Linked DNA regions of Oryctolagus cuniculus: all the other regions are linked to region 2. Evidence: chromatin contacts called from public Micro-C data. All regions are on one chromosome and are shown on one strand. The core of a region is the stretch at or near the end of the contact, and the rest is flanking DNA. Distances in the headings are between cores, read along the strand shown. Region 1 overlaps NFIA (nuclear factor I A). Region 2 overlaps NFIA (nuclear factor I A). Region 3 overlaps NFIA (nuclear factor I A).

Evidence for each region. A called contact is a pair of places that touch in the nucleus more often than the background predicts.
Region 1: a contact with region 2 is called in a Micro-C map of ear pinna, with 6 times the contacts expected there. The contact joins two enhancer-like sites. A contact is called at or near these places in 4 of 6 Hi-C or Micro-C datasets (ear pinna, psoas muscle, skin fibroblasts and 1 more).
Region 3: a contact with region 2 is called in a Micro-C map of ear pinna, with 5 times the contacts expected there. The contact joins two enhancer-like sites. A contact is called at or near these places in 3 of 6 Hi-C or Micro-C datasets (ear pinna, psoas muscle and an unstated tissue).

The regions. Positions count from the first base shown.
Region 1 is chr7:111,397,813-111,400,647 of mOryCun1.1, forward strand. All of the region lies in intron 10 of NFIA (nuclear factor I A), which reads right to left. Among named protein-coding and RNA genes, the nearest start is that of TM2D1, 320 kb to the left of the region's middle. Within about 2 kb of position 1,354, at least 4 of the 8 cell types and tissues checked have an H3K27ac peak or open chromatin away from gene starts, as enhancers often do. A contact at or near this core is called in ear pinna, where this site is marked.
Region 2 is chr7:111,813,121-111,816,169 of mOryCun1.1, forward strand. All of the region lies in intron 1 of NFIA (nuclear factor I A), which reads right to left. Among named protein-coding and RNA genes, the nearest start is that of NFIA, 180 kb to the right of the region's middle. Within about 2 kb of position 1,366, at least 5 of the 8 cell types and tissues checked have an H3K27ac peak or open chromatin away from gene starts, as enhancers often do. A contact at or near this core is called in ear pinna, where this site is marked.
Region 3 is chr7:111,524,704-111,527,816 of mOryCun1.1, forward strand. All of the region lies in intron 4 of NFIA (nuclear factor I A), which reads right to left. Among named protein-coding and RNA genes, the nearest start is that of TM2D1, 450 kb to the left of the region's middle. Within about 2 kb of position 1,723, at least 3 of the 8 cell types and tissues checked have an H3K27ac peak or open chromatin away from gene starts, as enhancers often do. A contact at or near this core is called in ear pinna, where this site is marked.

The sequences.
Region 1 (2,835 bases), core at 104-2,603, 420 kb before region 2:
TTCTAGTCCCGGTTGGGGCGCCGGATTCTGTCCCGGTTGCCCCTCTTCCAGGCCAGCTCTTGCTGTGGCCCGGGAGTGCAGTGGAGGATGGCCCAAGTGCTTCGGCCCTGCACCCGCATGGGAGACCAGGAGAAGCAGCTGGCTCCTGGCTTCAGATCAGCGTGGTGTGCTGGCCACGGTGCGCCGGCTGCGGTGGCCATTGGAGGGTGAACCAATGGCAAAGGAAGACCTTTCTCTCTGTGTCTCTCTCTCTCTCACTGTCCACTCTGCCTGTCAAAAAAACAAAACAAAACAAAACAAACAAAAAAAAAAAACAAGTGGAGATAAAGTCGGGAAAGTACTGTACAGATAAAATGGGTGGCATTTTTCTTGTTTTTCATTTCTGTAAATGATGGTCCACTCTGCTCAATATTTCTAAAGTGAAATTTTAATTCTTTTTCCAAAATTTGAGAGGCAGAGAGAGAGAGAGAGAGAGAGAGAGTTCCATCTACTGGTTCACTCCTCAAATGCCTACAGTGATTGGGGAAATCAAAGCCAGGAGCCAAGAACTCCATCCAGGTCTCCCACATGGGCGGCAGGAGGCAAAGTACTTGAGGCATCACCTGCTGCCTCCCAGGGTCTGCATCAGCAGGAAGTTAGAGTCAGGAGCCAGAGCCAGGTATTGAACCCAGGGAGTCTGATGTGAGAAGTGGGTATCCTAACCTAGGGACTCATCACTAGGCCAAACGCCTATGACATACAACAATCAAGCAGCATCAAAATTTTACCCTATTAACTACCACGATGTCTGAGGGAGAAAATAAGGCCAGTGTTCTGTCCAGCCAACATTTAGTTCGAGCTTTCCATGTGCCTGTGGGATTGTCATTACCAGTTAGCTTTCCTTTCACAAATCTACAGGTGCTTTTCTTTTAGTAACAGTCTGGTGATTATGTCACTTTATCTGCTGGTGTCCATCCAAGGTGACCAATTATGAGCAAATAGCAGAGTTGGTTTTCAAGTGAAATAAAAATGGGTATGGCTTCTGCCACCTTTTCTCCAGTGATACCATGACCAATTCACTACATTTATCCTTAGTCACAGAAAAACCATCAGCTACTGGCAAAAGTCAATGCTCTGAGTTCTTTGGAGTTGACAGAATCAGAAAGGGTTAGACTGGGGTGGATTCAGCCAGGTAAAGGCTCACCCTTGCCCATGAGATTCTGTTAGGTAAGGTAAGGACTCGTTAGATCCCAGGGATAAATGGCTCAACAGTGGCTATGTGGAGCTGGGTGTAAGATTTCCTGGTCACACAAGCTACCTTTGATTTCCAGAGGAGTTTAAAAAAACCGAAGCCTAAACTGAGAAGCGACTCATCCTGTATACCTTTCGACGTTATTCTTTGCCCACATGCTTTGAGGAACACAATAAAGCCCGTTGTGTCCTGAAAGGAAATCATCCTGGCAAATACACACGGCCTCAATCTGCCCGGACAAAAGAACCAAGAGGGGGAAAGGAAGGAGAGGGAGGCCGAAGCCAACGGGTGTCTGGAGGAGGCCTCTCCCGACAGCTGACTCTGATCCGTGTTACAGCCGCGTTCTCTCTTCAACAAAACAGTGTCACACTTTGGGTGCGGCTGGTAACGCTTACGATTTCTGTTTTCACACTCTCTAAGTCAGTTGTGAAATTCCAGACTTCTGCAATGTGACAGTCCTGTGGATCTTGCAGCGAAGGCGCGGGACCTGGTGAGTCAGTAGGGGGAGCAGTTTTCCATCCCACAGTTGCTGGACGAGAGACCTCGGGGCACCACAAAAATCTGCAGTGCCTCTGCACTTCTCTTAAAACAGCAAAGCAGGGGGAAAAAAAAGTTTCTTCACACATCTTACTATTCAGTATGTGCCTTGCCGACAAGGTTACCCCAGAGCAGCTCTGTAATCCTTCACTGAAATAGGCTTTATTGATTGCTCTGGTCTATTGTTCTCTTTTCAAGTCCCCCAAGTTCAAGTTCATCCTGGTGTTACATCATGTCTGGTTGCTAAGAGCAACCAGACAGACCCAGACGTGACTATCATTAGCAAGAAACCCTCCGCTCTCCTCCCACCAACCTTCCAGTGGTTCTGACGTAGCAGGCCCACTGCAAACACATTGAAGTATTTATTCTGCCTAATTTATGACCTACACAGCAAGCGAGACCCCCACTCCAAAAACCAACACTGTTGTATATTTAATTAATCTGTCTTTCTCTGGCACTTGGGAAAGTTAGACAAAGGACTAATTATTGTGTTTCACTCTCCACACTTTTCTTTTGGGGGGTGAATATTTGCATGGGAAAGAAAACGACAGGGCCCAGTATCAGCTCCCCCTCCCCTTTTTCTTTTTGCCCTATTGACATTTCATGAAATACTTTAGCTGCTTAAGGGAATTAGAAAAAAAAATGCGATGTGAATGTTACTCCTTCTGAGTTGGTATTCAGTAACACAAATCAACTCATGACATGTTTAAATTTAAATGCTAACCACACACTCTCAGAGTTACTTTAAAGGTTAGTTTTTAATCAATAGAAGTTGCTGACTCCGGGTTTTTGAGCTGCGCACTGCAACTCTTGGGCTTTTGTCTAACGTTAAAGCTTTCGAACTTTTTTTTTTTCCTTGAGATGATTTTAGCAATGATTTGTAGACACAGACGCCTATTATGCTCGGACCAGCAACACGGCAATAGAGGAGCCAGGCTGCCCTGTGGTGGGGTGTCAATATGACTCCTGAAGGCAGGGGTTGGGGGTCTTTAATAACCCGTGAAAAAACCTTAATTAACCCTTTCAGGCCCAAACCAAAACCTATTCTTAAAGTTTTTCACTCCTGT
Region 2 (3,049 bases), core at 116-2,615:
CTAAATTCTGCAGAAGTCTATGAGATCCGTTCCCTGTCCCTTTGCTGCCGGTAACGCCAGCTTCTATTGCTTTTTAAAATTCACTAAAAGAATTCTCTCAAAGACTCAGAGAAAATGTGTAAATGTTAATTGGAAAAAAAAAAAAAAAGATCCCCTAACTCTCATGTATCTAACTTTCTCAGCTCCGGGACAAGGACTACAAGCAAATGGCAAACTTCAGGTAGCTTATTCTTTTAACCACTTTATGTTTCAGTAGCTATTTTTCTTCCTTAACTGAATGACGTAGTTTCATTTACCTCCACGCGTACCTTTCCCCGCGCGCCCTCACCGACCCGGCTCAGCGACTCTGGCCGAGTGAGGCCGCAGGGAGTGTTGGGGAGAGGCCCACGCAGCTGTTCCCTGGCTAAAGCGCTGCATTTCGAAGGATCTGAGCAAACGACTGAAGGAGAGGCTCCTTCTCGGCATTCGGTCGAGAGCTGCCGTAGAAGGACCGTGGGGTACGGCATCCTCCTGATCCGGCGCTAGGTCACGTCCGCGGACCAGTCTCCCTTGGCCGCCTCTGCACCGCGTCTGCCGCAGAGCGGGCCCGGCTGGCGGCGGCCGCGCAGCCCCTTTCCCTCTGCCCCGAGGTGGCACAGCCCCGGCGCACAGCGACAGCAGAGACGCCCGACGCCGCCGGGGCCACGCTCGGATCTGCCACGGCGCCAACCCCGCCACCCGCTCCCGTCTCCTGCCCTCTTCCTCCTCCCTCCCCCCACCCAGGATTGCTAGTGGCGGAGGAGGTGGGGGGAGCCGGGATGTGGAACTGACAAGTGTGTACAGAAATCTCCACGTCCTCTGCGGTCTCCCACCCGGGTGGGTTGGGGTTAAAAGCCCGGAATTCAACTTTGCTGCAAAATCTCGGGTTCTTAGGGAGGGGCTGGAGGGAAGGAAGACCCTGCGGGGAACGCGCAGGCCAAAGCAGCCGAGACCCCGCCCGGCGGCTGTCCCGTGGAGACGATGAAAGCCTAGAGTCCCGGGCGGGGCCGCCGGCTTCCCCGAGGGGGCGCGGGCGTGAGGCTGGGACAGCAGCGCGCTCGGGGATCCGGTCCCCCTGGCACAGGCAGCGCGCTCCCTGCCCTGCAGGTGCACCCCCGCCCCCTTTTGGTCCCCTCCGTGGAAACCGCTTTCCGGCCCAAGTTCTGTCCTTTGAGGCTTTGAACGAGGCCTTTCAGAAGTTTTTAAAGCTGCCCCGCCCCGCCCAGCACTCACAGGGTCACTCTCCCCCCAACCCTCCGCCCCCACCACAGCTGCGGGCAAGGCGGGGGCTGGAAGCCCGCGGGTCGGGGGACGGGCAGGCCCGGGGCCCTGGGATCGCAGCACCGCCCTGCGGCGCCAGGCTTAGCCCGGGAGCTCGAAGATCTCGATCCTAAGCCCCACCTGGGAGGAGGCGCAGGCCCGCCGCTGCCCGATCTCGCCAGCCCCGAGGGGTGAGGAGAGTCGGGGTACGCGGAGGAAGGGAGACCGAGAAGGGGCCGCACGGCCACACCATCGCCGTGGCTGCGCTGACCTCCAGCCGAGGGCCTATTTAAAGCGTCCTTGCCGACAGGCAGCTGGTGACCCTGTCCTCGCCCTCCAAGTTCCCCTTAGCGAAGCAGGGCGCCACCTACAGGCGAGTTCCAAATAGCACGGGAAAGAAAGGGACACCTGCAGTCATTGTGGTGCTGTCCAAGCAGGGCCCTGTTTTGTCCAGAGCCATTCTTCAGCGACTGAGTCGGCGCGGAGTTCCGGGTCTGTTGGCATCGGCAAAAGCCCAGAGGGCACTAAGAACGGGCTTTTGGGGAGGGGTCAGGACAGGAACTGGGCAAGTCCAGGACAAAAGAAGTGGCGGCTGCTACTGGGCTGCCAGAGTTTCCATCCTGACGATGCTGGCTGGGCTTAGAGTCCGGGGTCACCCTCAGGTTGTTTTCATAAGGTGCAGCATGTTTGATTGACAAGAGTAGCTGTGTGACCTTGGACAAGTCACTTATATAGGTGGGAAACTGTGAGCTTCTAAGAGGCCTCCACATATTTCTAATAGGCAAGTCATTTTTAGCTTCCAATTGTAAGACGTTATCCACTTCCTTTCTAATGTTTAAGGAAGAGGGCCTTAGTTAAGGGCAGAGGGCGCAGAGCAGCATGAGTATCTGATAGGGACAAGGGATGGCAACGACTTGTTAACGTCTCTCTCAGAATCAAATAGCATCTTTCAAGGAGGGATGACACTATTAGTATTTCCCATGCAACTCTAACACATAATTGGTTAGTTGCTATTTAATGGTTAATTGTCGTGGGATTTTTGCAATGTTATATGATAGACATCTTCATTTTGAAAAATGAGAAAATAAGGCAAGAGAATACAAGTCATAGTTGTTATATAGTTTTTGCTATGTAAAACTTTTCCTACTGGGGGTGGTGGGGGTGTTTGGCCTAGCAGTTGAGACATCTCTTGGGACACCTGCATCTCGTGTCAGAGTGTCTGAGTTTGAGTCCTAACTCCATGTTGGATGCTAGCTTCCTGCTAATGTACTTCCCGAGAAGCAGCAGGTAAAGACTCAATACCTGCCACCCATGGGAGAGACCAGGATTGAAGTCTAAGACTCTGGCATTGACGTGGCCCAGTCCTGGATGTTTTGGGCCTTTGGGGGAGTGAAACAGCAAATGGATGATCTCTCTGGGTCTTTATTTCTCTTGCCTCCCAAATAAAATAAAACAAATTTTAAATATTAAAAAATTTCAAAAAATTTCCTGCTTCAGCTGCCCCAATCTACACAAGGAATTATCAAAAAGTTTACAGAAAATGTATCAAGAAAGACAATGGATTTAAAGTATTTTTTGCACTAAAATATACTTATCTTTTTTAAAAAGATTTATTTATTTTATTTGAAGGTAGAGTTACAGAGAGGCGGGGGGGAGAGAGAGAGAGAGAGAGAGAGAAAGGTTTTCCATCTGCTGGTTCACTCCCCAGATGGCCACAACTGCCGGAGCTGGGCCAATCCGAAGCCAGGAGCCAGGAGCTTCCTCTGGGTCT
Region 3 (3,113 bases), core at 473-2,972, 290 kb before region 2:
TTTACAGCCTCTGCTGAAGAACCTGCTGATGTCGCGGGCTTGTTCCTGCCACAGTCCTAATTTCAGCTGGTCCAGTGGGCTCCTAACACAAGTGCCAAGGCACAAATCGACCAGAAAGTACAGGCAGGTACTTCAGAAAGTTCATAGAAAATTGGATTTTAAAGGTTTATTTCGGTGGAAAGGATTTTGAAGGCCACACATAGAAAAGGTCTTCAAAAAGTTCCTGGAAAGTGAGAAAGCGGAGCATGGATTTCAGATTGTAGGGCCACATCAGCTGAGGACAGAGGCAGCGCGCGAGAGAAGACACCTCTCACCTCAGGTGCCTCATTCTCTACTGGGTGCGGAGGGTAGGACAGGAAAAATCATGTTTGTCCACCCAGACTGAGCTGGGATTAAGAAGAAAGGACAGTCTTATGAAAACGTCTCTTCCTGCCAGGCTGTTCCTTTTGCTACCGGCTTTGCTGTCCAAATATTCATCCCAAAGATGTTAAGAAAAAAATTATATGACAAAACATCCTTCTGTACTAATTCAATTTCAATATTTATTTTGAAAATTTATTGAATTATAGTAGAGGAAACCTGCTAAATGAAGCCAGCCAGGCTGATATTTTTTTATTTCTAAGCATGTGGCACTATTTATTATTCTCTCTATGAGGGGTTGATTAAAACTATAAAATAAAACATATACAAGGACATAATATACTCAGAATAAGGTGGTTTTGATAGGAAAAATGAAAAGTATATAGAACGAACCAGTATTTTTTAGTCTATAACATAATAGATTTCTAAAAACACTGCATTTTGGGGATACATACTATGATTGTTTTAAAGGGCCACCCGCTGTTTTGTCTGCAACACACCATACCCTCACTTTAGAAGAGGTGCCATTGACTTCTACAAATATAAAACGTGTGATGTTCATTTTAAAATTACTAGTAGGGCCTGCTATTGACCATCTAATTATGCCGAGTTCCATTTATAAACATAGCTAACCACTAAGTTTATGGAGACTTTTTGTGCTGCTTTAATAGGATATTGATCGAGAGCATAGTTTGAGTGGACTGCCATTGAATTGTGTAATGGCAAACAAAAGGCAAGGTCAGAGCAACTGTTCATCCTAGGGCTGCAGTCTATTTTTTAGTATAATCTTTTTTTTTTGTTTTCTTCCTTTAATGCTCAAGCCCAAATGGTTTCTTTCAAAACAAGATCTTGCTTAAAAATATAAACTGTTTTTAAAATTCATTTCCATGCAATGACAATAGCTATCATGTTACTTAACAGAGGGGAACCAACAGGGTACTCGTTCAGAAAAGAAAGTTTCATATCTAACATGCTTTAATCAGGCTATGAAACAGTGCAAATATCTAAATGGGATCCCAAAGGACTGGATGTCTGGAATTTCTTATCCTTATACCCATTTCCTCATTATCCTTGAGTGGGAGGACACTGTGTATTTTCAAGTTTGGGCTTATTCCTACCAGAGAGTTTCATTTTCTCACTGTGCCTTGCAGCTGTGTTAGTTCTGTTTTAGTGGTTCTATCAGATTAGGTTAGAGTATTGCCAGTAGTTCTCAGCAAACATTAGTAGGCCTGAACATCTACATGGACAGCTACGGGTATCTGAAGACACATCAGGGACCCAGAGACTTTAAAAAAAGAAAAGGCGTTTAAAACTGAACTGCTGTTTGGATCTTGCTGACGATTCCTGTGTGAGAATGTAGAAACAGTGCACATTTCTAAGGCAGAAAACAGCCACTAGGGTGCCACCTCATGCCAGGCTGTGGCAAATGCCTGGTTCCATTCACTCCCACTCTCCATTGACAAACAACTCCGGAATCCTGCAGTGGAGCTTTGTGGCAGAGCCAGGACAATTCGGCTGCTGGACTTTAATAGATTCTGCAGCAGCGCAACAGGAACCAAAACTCAGTCTGGGTAATGGAGAGTGCTTTTCACACCCAAAGACTCCAAGGCTGGCCACAGTGTCCTGAGAATCTTGGCTTTTCAGAATTCCAGGGCCGTGAAGTCATCCTTAGCCACAAAGTTTACTTAACCCTTGCAGCCGGCCTGTCCTTACAAACCACGGCTAGAAAACCAGAGCCCGCCGGCCCGAGCCACCTCCGGCTCTGCGAGCTTGCGGCTTGCCTCCTCCCCAGCAAAGCAGGGAAGGTTTCGGAGTCCCTCCACTGACTTCAAGTCAAACACAGTCAGCACTTCAGAAGGAAATGGGCAGGAGTAGTGGGTTTTTCAAGAGAGCTTTCTGGGTGCATAAGGAAAACACTGGTGCAAAACCAATAACAAGCGGGTGAGGAGAGCGGGTTCTCTGGGCAGCGGCACCCGGCAGCCACAGAATGGGTCGTTTGCAGCAACTTCCAGGGAAAGAGACCCATGTGAAAATGCCTCCAGGAGGCTTTGTTTGAGAATGCGGCGTCATGTGAGAACCATTTCAACAGATGGTTCCTGTCTCCTTCCTCACAGCTCCTGGACCAGGAACCACACTGTTCACATTTGCACGCCCGACCCCTGAGGCAGAGACTGCTCTGTGACACTGGCCCAGTCTGCACCTCCCTCCCCCGAAGCAGGTAATACATACAGAGCAGGGCTGTCCCAGGTGCCCACACAGGGGGAAGAGGCAGCAGGAGGACCAAGTGAGACTGAGTTTTTAGGCTGTAGGACTTTCTTTGCTGCGGAAACAGATTTCTCTTCTCTTGCCTTTCGTGGGCTTTAGATGGGAACAATTAAAGGGGGCTGGGCAGGAGGCCAGGATGGAGGCGGTCTTGGGGACCCAGCAGTGGCCCGATTCTGGCTGCTCCTCATATCTGATCAGTGTAATTTTATGTCTTGTAGCCTGGTCGCCTGATCCCTCACCTCTTACTCTGAGACTACCCCTGCAGCTCCGGCTCCAGTGCACCACCATCGCCACCTCTGGAGCAGCAGTGTTACCAAGGACAAACTCAGGACACAGTTATTTCTGTGACTTCTCATGAGGAAAGACTGAAACAGTGCCTCTCCCCTCCACTAAATTCAAAAGGAGGAAAACTAAAGACAGAGCTAACTGGAAACCTGGTGGAAATAAATATTTAAATTAGTGAATTTAAAGATCAAATACTGAGGATC